Linked DNA regions of Anser cygnoides: region 1 is linked to region 2. A link is a contact called in public Hi-C data. All regions are on one chromosome and are shown on one strand. The core of a region is the stretch at or near the end of the contact, and the rest is flanking DNA. Distances in the headings are between cores, read along the strand shown.

Evidence for each region. A called contact is a pair of places that touch in the nucleus more often than the background predicts.
Region 1: a contact with region 2 is called in a Hi-C map of liver, with 2.9 times the contacts expected there. The contact joins the promoter of NT5E here to the enhancer-like site in region 2. A contact is called at or near these places in 3 of 7 Hi-C or Micro-C datasets (all in liver).

Annotation. Positions count from the first base shown.
Region 1 is chr3:84,538,869-84,543,368 of Taihu_goose_T2T_genome, reverse strand. It overlaps NT5E (5'-nucleotidase ecto), which reads left to right and starts at 2,236. Exons shown (of 9, transcript XM_048079886.2): 1 at 2,236-2,603. The coding sequence starts at 2,274.
Region 2 is chr3:84,504,398-84,509,076 of Taihu_goose_T2T_genome, reverse strand. The region is part of intron 22 of SNX14 (sorting nexin 14); the gene reads right to left. Among named protein-coding and RNA genes, the nearest start is that of NT5E, 34 kb to the left of the region's middle. Within about 2 kb of position 1,351, at least 1 of the 3 cell types and tissues checked has open chromatin away from gene starts, as enhancers often do. A contact at or near this core is called in liver, where this site is marked.

The DNA.
Region 1 (4,500 bases), core at 987-3,486, 33 kb before region 2:
AAGATGTTTTTCAAGATAAAGGCACTGTCATCAGACAGCCCTTCCTACAGCAAGAGGGTGCCTACTGGGTGTCTAACCATCCCATACGTGAACGTTACAAGAGCTGAGACCCTTGCAGAATCAAATAGGGAAGCTTGATAAGGGGGACATTGTGGATGGCCATAGCCGGCAGGCATAAGAGGCAGGGTGGCCCTCCACGAGCAGTCCAAAGTCCACCCCTGAAACAAAAGGAGCAGTGCCCTAGGACATCCCGGGCTGTTTCTGACGTGCTCTCCCAGGCCAGACTAAAGCATGCCTGTTCCAGACACGGAAGAGGTCGGTGGAGTTTGTGGTTGAACTGGGCTGGGCTGGGCAAGTCAAAGACAATATTGTGCGTGCAAGGATGTTCTGCTCCCCACCTCTTTTTTTCATTATTATTTTTTTTTTCCTGTGTTTCCATGTTTGCACATAGCTGTGGTGGGCAGAACAGGCATTTGTTTAAAAATAATGCGGCTGTGAATGATGACTGGTGAAGAACGATAAGGTGCCAACAAACAAAATGGTGCTAGGTGCACACATGCATGCAAGCCTGGCCATCCAGGAGAGTGACTAGCTACATCTCAGTGGAGATGTAGTCACTACAGGGAATGCACCCTAAAGGGCAATACAGCAGACCAGCCACAACAGGGCACTCAGTTGCCCAAACAGGGACATCGAAACATCCAAGACAGACACATGAGGCTGGCCGATATGACACAAGACCTACCTGAGATCATCCTGCAGGTGTCCAAAGCCAGGCTGGATGGGGCTTTGAGCAATCTGTTCTGGTGGGAGGTGTCCCTGCCTGTGGCAGGGGGTTGGAACTGGATGATCCTTACAGGTCCCTTCCAACCCAAACCATGATCTATGATCCTTTCTAGAGGGACACCTGGAGACCACCAACCAGCACCAGCGCCTTTGTTTAGGTAACGAATTCCAGCTGGTGCATCTACTGTAGGGCAACTGGAACACTCCCTATGCACCAGTGACTGTCCTGACCAGATTTCCATTGACCACAGTGAAAGTTCAGCCAAACTGGAGCAGATGTAGGCACCTACTTGTGGACACCTACGTGTAAATGTCTTGGCTTTGAACTGGCTCCCAGCCAGGCTGTCTGCAAGAGCTAGGGGAGGGGGATGTGAAAAGGAGGAGAGGAAGTACGGCTCCAGGTTTTGCCGACGTGGCTCATGCCATTAAGGATTTTCCTGGGACGGGATAGGCACGGCACGGCACAACACAGTCATCCAAGGAAATGAGAAGATACCACAGAGCTATTTTAATTCACGTCACGCATGGGAGCATGGGGACAGCGGAGCGGAGCCATCGTGGAAGAAAATACAGGTTCATTCGCTTTCCAGCCATCTGAGGAAACAAACAGACCAAATGAGTTCAGATTCCATCCCACGGACTTTGGGTGCCCAGGAAACCGTGGCATGACATCACCCGGCGGAAAGGAGAGAGCAACTCGTGCAGCTTCTGTAATGCTGTAGGAAACCGTCACTTTCTCTTGCAATGGGGAAACTTCTGCTTTTAAGAAAAAATAAATAAATAAAAGTGAAAAATCGATCAGTGGGTCACTGCTTACAGCGTGAGATTGTCCAAAGGTTGCAGGGAATTATTGGGAAGTTAAAGCACATCAAAAGCTCACTTTCCAAAATTTCATTATCCGGATAATTTGGTTGTTTATTAGTAGCAGAACACATTGTGGGTACACAGCTTAAAGGGGCAGGTGGGGGCCGCTTTGATGTACCGCAATGGCACAGGACCCCTCGCGAGTTGTTTATTTAAGGCATCGGCGTTCCTATTTTTTCCCCTCAGCAAGCATATGCCAAACCGCAACCGTAAGCTTAGCGTTTAACCACGGAAACACTCTCAAAAGCGATTCACGAGCCTACCCTGAAAACACTAAAACTATAATTAAACCAGCTTTTAAAGCTGCCTAAGTCATCCCGAGGGCTGAAACAGCGCTCTTTATTTTCAGCACCGCCGGAGAAAGAGGAGGGGAAAGGCTGGGTGGGACGCTGAGAGCCACCGCTTCCACGCGAAGGTTGAGAAAGCCCTTCCAGCACGCTAACCATTCACCGAGGAGCCTTCCCGGAGTTTGTCCCCTCGCCGCCGGCTGACTTTTTGCCTCCCGTGCCACCACTTCGGGCAGCCGGCTGCGAGCTCGGAGGGAGAACCGGGGGGGGGGGCACCGGGGGGGGGGGCACCGGGAGGGGACCGCGGGGGGGGACCGAGGGGACACCGGGGAGGGGATGGGGCGGCGGGTGGCCGCGCTGTGGCTGTCCCTGTGGCTGTCCCTGTCCCTCCGCCCGTCCTCGGCGGGGCTGCGGCTCACGGTGCTGCACACCAACGACGTCCACGCGCGGGTGGAGGCGCGGGGCTGCGCGGGGGGCCCGCGGGGCTGCGAGGAGGGCGGCGTGGCGAGGCGGGCGGCGCGGGTGGCGGCCGAGCGGGCGGCGAGGGGAGGAGGCGCGGTGCTGCTGCTGGACGCCGGGGACCAGTACCAGGGCACCGTGTGGTTCTCCCGCTACAAGGGCCGGGAGGCCGTCCACTTCATGAACCTGCTGCGCTACGACGCCATGGTAAAGAGGGGCGGCGAGCAGAGCGGAGGGGAGGGGGGGGGATCATCCCGCTCCTGGGGGTGTTGGGGATCGCCTTCCTCGCTCCCGCGGTGTTGCGGGGATGAGAGGAGCGGGGTGCTGGTGGAGGGACAGCGGCGGGGCCAGCAGCACCGGGTGAGGAGCCTGGACTGCAGCAGAGGGGTCAAAGCCTTGCTGAGGGGTCAAAGCCCTGCCAAGGGTTCAAAGCCGTGCCGAGGGGGCTCGCGGCTGGCAGCCCAGCCGGCTTCAGTCCTGTGGGAAGGGACAGGTGGTGCACAGTGGTGGTGCTGCTCCAAAAGGTTTGGGGCTCTAAGCCAGTGCTTGTGGCCGGTGCCACCAGGCTTGGAGACGTGAGGGTCTGGGCATGAGGCGGCTGTGGCTGCGGTAGGGTGTGAACAGCCCGGTGACCGTCACAGTGTGCTTCAGAGGGTGCTGCGCCCTCACACTGCCTCTTCTGCTCTACTGAGTGCTGAGAGAAAGACTGAGGAATCTGGGACTGAGGCTGGGGGGTGCTTAAGTCCTTTCTCTCTGCTTCTGAGCCTGTTCCTGTGTAAAGAATTACTGTGGCTTGTTTTGCTTGTGTACGACCCCAGAAAGGAGGAGAGAGATGGAACTTACATTTGAGAGTGGCTGTGTATTTATTTCATCCAGGCTGAGAGCTTGAGGGAAAAATCTTGTTCTGGGCGTATCACGTACTCTGTCTTTATCTTTTTGCTTTCTCAGGAAAGGACTGTACTTTCCTTTTCCAGCAAAAATGGCTTCAGCCGCTTCTTTCCTCTGGCCCAGGGCAGCTACAGAAGGGAAAGTGTTGTCCCAGCACGCTCTCCTGGGCTAAACACACCTCATGCCAGATGGGCGGCTCTGGGGAGGATGCTGCTCTGTTTGCTTGGCCTGATGAACCTTTTCCTAATCCTAAAACTAACATCACCAGGGGTTTTCCTCCCAGTGGTGATGGGGAGGAATGTGTGCCTGCAGGACTTGTCTTTCCTGAGAGCTGGGAAGTGCTTTGGGGTTCTGCAGCGCAGCGAGAGAGCTCAGGATGGTTTTGCTCACCTTTCATCCCAAAGCTTGCTGCTGGCTGCTCTTTCTCAGCCTTAAAATTTGCTGGCTTGACTGGCTCATGGATGACCCAGGAGCTTGTTTGGTTCCTGGTCATATCACAAGAAGAAATTCCTTTAGGCAAAATCATCAGCGTCCAGCTAGCGCCTAGTTTTAGGAGTACGTTATGTAGGAAGAAGCATCAGCAGTTTGGTTAGGAGGTTCCATTTGCTTTTTTGTCATAACAAAATTAAAAAAAAAATAAAAAAAAATAAATCCAGATCTTACTGGACATCCAGAGGCTTGTGCTGGATGCTAATGCCTTAGGAGGAGTAGTCGACCACTTGCACAGGGAGCGAGGTAAGAGCTGTGCTGTGGAGAGATGAGCTAGTGTTTCTTTAAGCAGAATTTGGGAAGCTACAGCTGTAGAAGTGTGTGGGGATTACCGAAATGGTTAGAAGCTAAAACACTGGAGTAGGATTGCAAACAGGATGAAGGAGGGAACATGAGTCACAGAGGTTGTTACAGGATGAGGCCAGGAGAGCCATGGGAGGGTCTGGAGCAGCCTGGCAATGTTATCAGAGGTCTGCTCAACAAGTGGGCAAATTTCCTTTTTTAGGTTTCTCCTTTTCCCATTTATGCCTGTTTTTCCATCAAACCTATTTTCTCCTGTTTAGCTAGGCATCCCCTTCCAAATCTTCTTGTCACTAGCTTTGCCTTTTGGGGTTAATCACACCAAAATCATCACAGTAAATACAACAAAGACAGTAACTGGTGGGATGAGAGAAGCGTTCCAGTTTTACTGTTAATTCTCATCGTCATAAGATTAATTCTCATCGTC
Region 2 (4,679 bases), core at 102-2,601:
TCTGTCCTGCAACCTTTAAGTAGTCCCATGCCACCCAGGCACTAATCCTTTCCTCCCAGTCCCACCAAGCCTGTGGGCTCCAGCAGTTGGAAGGAAAGAGTCCTCTGAGACCTGAGGCTCTTCAGATCTGACAATACCTCACAATAATCATTAAGAGTTTATTTAAAATTATTTTATCCCCAAACCTGTTGAACCAAAGATCAGTAAAAAAAATTATACAAAATACTACTATATTATGAAAAGAAAGCTCCAAAGTTTTTGTCAAGCTTCTAACAAAACTATCTCAGTATTAGAAGAAAATACAGTGTAATCGTAGTATAGCCTGAACTGAGAAGATTGCTACTGACAAATTTGTTAGTAGCACTCCCAAATTAAAAATAGTTCCAAAGAACGGTTAGCAATGGTTAGCAATTTGCTTGTACTTGGTTTACTCTCTAGAAAATCGTTCTCCCTGTAGTAGATAAGGCCATAAATCATACAAATCCCAACAGACTGTGAATCATGCAAGTCTCTTAACAGAACAATCTGCAGTCTTATGAAAAAATACACTAGGAAATTTGGCAAGATTCAGGTTTTGACTTGCACTTCTTTAGGCTCTTTCTTTCATGAGTGCTGACTTGCTGGCATTATCACTTTCCCAAAGTTCACTCAAATTAAACAATACTAACTTGTTACATAAATTACATGAAAGAGCAAATACAGCTAATGTATGTTTGACGACTGGAATCCAAGAAAGTAACAAACCTAAAAACAGCAGATAATTATTCATGCCTACTGTATGAAAGTATGCCTGGCATGTTGTTTAAAGAACCCTATATAAACTGAAGTCTATATGCCTTTTCAAAACTGAAACTACATCAGAAAAAAATCTTAGCTGAATTATTGCAACTTAAACAAGAACTTCATTTATTTTTTTAGATATCCCCCAAAATCTAGCAGAGACAATACATAGTGAACCAACTCATGGCAGCCCATTGTGCAACACAGATAAAGTTTCAGAGAAGTGTGTACAAGGCAAATTAAATGATTAACTCTGGTGGGTAAACAATAAAAAAAAAACAAAACACTTAAAGGCTATCTTTGGGCAAAGCTTTCTGACTTCCTGAAGTTATTTTTACTTTCACCCCAAACCCAAAAGCAATATATTTCAGATACCGTATGTACCTCTGCACATAGATAATATTTCTTGCTCTGTAAATACAACAGCTCTATGTTCATTGCCAAGCTTTGAAAGCTCATGCTTTTGTAAATGGCATTTTAGAAAGCAATAGCAGATCAGTGTACACTGAAGTTAGTGAGCCAATGAGCTGATTTTATAAATTATACTTTGCATTAGTTGAGGATAATTGTTTACTATACAGTCTTTAGCAATGCACACCTGAAGGATGCAGCAGCCATAACATCTTTGCTCAGAATGTATTTTGCCCTTCCCAGGATTTTGACTCCAAGGAAAGCAAAGTGAAAAATGTACAGCTGGATATCCAATACAAATATGGAAATTAGATTCCTAATTTAGATAAGCATGTGATTTTATTTTTTCATGTTTCTGCTCATTTTAGTATTTGAGACATGATATAATGCTCTCTATTGTAATTACACTAAAAAAGACAAGCAAGACAAACTCCAGTGTTATCCTTACTCAGATCTTTAAGATCAAACAGTAACTGTGATTACAACTCTGAAATATTCTTGAAGTGCTTTCGGGGGGAAGTTCCAACATAATGGTACAAGCTCTTGAAGAGAGTGAAACATAAAAGGCTTGTATTGAGAACAACCAAAGTAATCTCCCATACAATAGGCTATCTATTGTACTTCAATGGGAAAAGCTAACAAAATGAGTATTTAAATTAAGTGTCTAACAAAACGAACAGTTATTCAACTGCTAGTAAGTGCATCCACACACATACACCCATACATTCCAGTACAGGTGTGAAGTTTATAAAAACAATACCGTTGATTATGAACAATATCCACAACCAGAGGCATGAACATCCCCACTGTTCTTCCTGTTCATTTGCAAAATACAGATGACTGTACCCAAACAAAAAAGAAGAATCATAAAATAGAATAAAGAGTATGTAGTGTCTAAACCACATCAGTTAATGTATAGAAAAGCAACTGTTTTCCTCCAAGTAACAACGCATAAATATAGATTATACTGCTGATGTTTCAGAACAGTTCTTATTGCTGTTGGCAGGTCATCACAAGCCAGCAGAACAATGCCTTTGTAGGCATGTTTTTCAAAATCTGCATCAGCTGAGAAGTCCTGACCTATTCTAGCAGGTCTGACAAAAGTGCGTTCAGAAGACTATCAAGCTGGTACAGACATACAGAATAGCAACATAGCTGGGAAAGCTAAAAATCCTGTTTGGTGCCCTTAGAAGGGTGCAGGGCTTTTTGTTTGCATCTTTGTTTTAACCAGGAAGGTTGTTAACTCTTTTGATCTGGTGAGTCTGATGCAGGATAAAAGCCAATTGCTAGTGGCTGTACTGCAGCTGACCACCCATTTTCATTATGCATTCGTAACTGGAAAGTTTTCCACTGGCACTTCAAAGACGCAAACGTATGCACACACCAGGAACAACCAGAATGAAGCCACACGCAGATCTTTCAGAGAAGTAGGCACATTTCTGACTAAACTCAAGCTTTCATCTGCCATGCCTGACTGTTCAGCCTGCTGATGACGAGGAAGCCTGGGTGTGCCCTGTTCATGGCATCGGAGTTGGCAGCACAAGCACCCGGAAACACGTTCTTGTACTCTCAGCAGATCCCAGCAGGCTGACACTAGAATAAACAGATCCGTTTCAGATAAGTTACATGGGAACACTGTGGCAACGCAAACATCAACTGAAAATCTGCCCTAGCTTTCACCAAAAACTGCACGGTGAAGAACTTTCTTGCTATGAGATAACAAGCTCTTCTCACAGATGGGCGCTTAGAGAGAAAGGAGTGCTGCAGCCTGACCTGCCTTCCATCTCATTTCCACGGCCTGTTGTACCTCTTCGTTGACTCCATACAGGTAGCCCACACAACCCTGGCACAAACATTTCGCATACATCTCCATCGCCAGCTTCTGTTGGGAAAGGGCACAGGGCTGCTGCACAGTGCATATAATCTTCATGAAGAAGTCATGTGAAACAACACAACTGAACACCTCAAGTCTATGCTACATGTACTGGAGCTGGCCTACCTTCTACCTGCGGACTGAGCAACCCTTGGTGCCTGCATTCCTACACAGCATTTTCCAGCTAATGTTCATCTGAAAGAAATTCAGTTAATAAGTTCAAATATAGTTCTCTAATACGGTGGTAAGCATTGACAATTAGGAGATTTGCTTCCAAAAGTAGTCCATACTGAAGTGATACAGCAGATGAAACCAGCGTGGCTTACAAATCAAACCCAAGAAGGGACAAAATGCAAATGGCACAGCGTCTTGGCACCTGGCACAAAGCTTTTCCCAAGCATGGGCTGACTCAAGAAAGAGAAACTGGTTTCCAAATGAGGCATGAGCAGCACAGTAAATCAGCTGAGGAAGGCTGAATTTCGGTGTGCATGGAAAGACTCAGCAGAGACCAGAACACAGCACAACCTACGATATCAGATCTCTAATAACTGCAGTGACCGTGTGATGAAGTACCTGTGCTCTGGCTAAACTGGTAGAAGGCAAGTTAGTGAGCAAGCAGTCAGCACACAAATTGCTCATACATACATGTTAGTCAAAATTTGTAGCATGAATCGAGCACAAACAGATCTAAGAATACTGAACAACTTATCATAGCACTGTCTTCGAGCCCCCCTCAAAGCAAAGTGCCTTGAGTGCCCATCATTAAATAACAACACCATAGTTCTGCCAGAGATGTACTACAGTCTGAAACTTCCCATGCATTTACACCAAGTGGCTCCCAAAACAAAACCAATTTCTTTTGGGAATAAATAAATAAATAAACCTAAAATACATGTTGAGCCAATTGCTTACTCATATAATAGCTATAAAAAAGTTGCGTAGAGGAACAGTGAACTCACTCCCACAACAGGTTGTAAGAAGGAACAGAGAGCTGGGACTAGCCTCAATTTTTTGCTCTTTGCACAGAAACACACCTGCTCATGACAAAAGCACCTTCTACAGGGTTATCAGCAGTACTGCTACCAAGTCGGACACACTCTACCAACTTGTATCTCCAACGGAGTTCATACATGCACAATTAGTCAGGGGTGATACGGACATTTCCCCAACAATATTATTTCTGAGAATGACATACAGAAAGCACAGCAATAGAAATCTTCATCTTGTCTAAGGAAACTTCAGTATTATAAAGTGAAAACCACAGTATCGCCAGCTCTTGACTTTCCTGGGATCACCATGGCTGAAAAGAATTGGCAAGACCTCATTTCAAAGCCTGAATTTCTTCACATGTTCTTTTACAACAGTGACACACTCACACTTCAGGAAATTAGTTTATACTTTAACTGGGTAATGTTATATGCTAATTTTAAGCTCTTTACAAATCCAAAATGGTTTTAAATACCATACCACAAAGAATCTTTTCTTCACTGGAAAACTTCAGAGTGCAAAGCTTGTTCCTCAGATATTTTAAAGGATGTTAAGTATATCAAAATTACTGACACCAGTACTTCTTGACAGATTATAAGTACAGTAAAAAAATAACTGATTATTCATA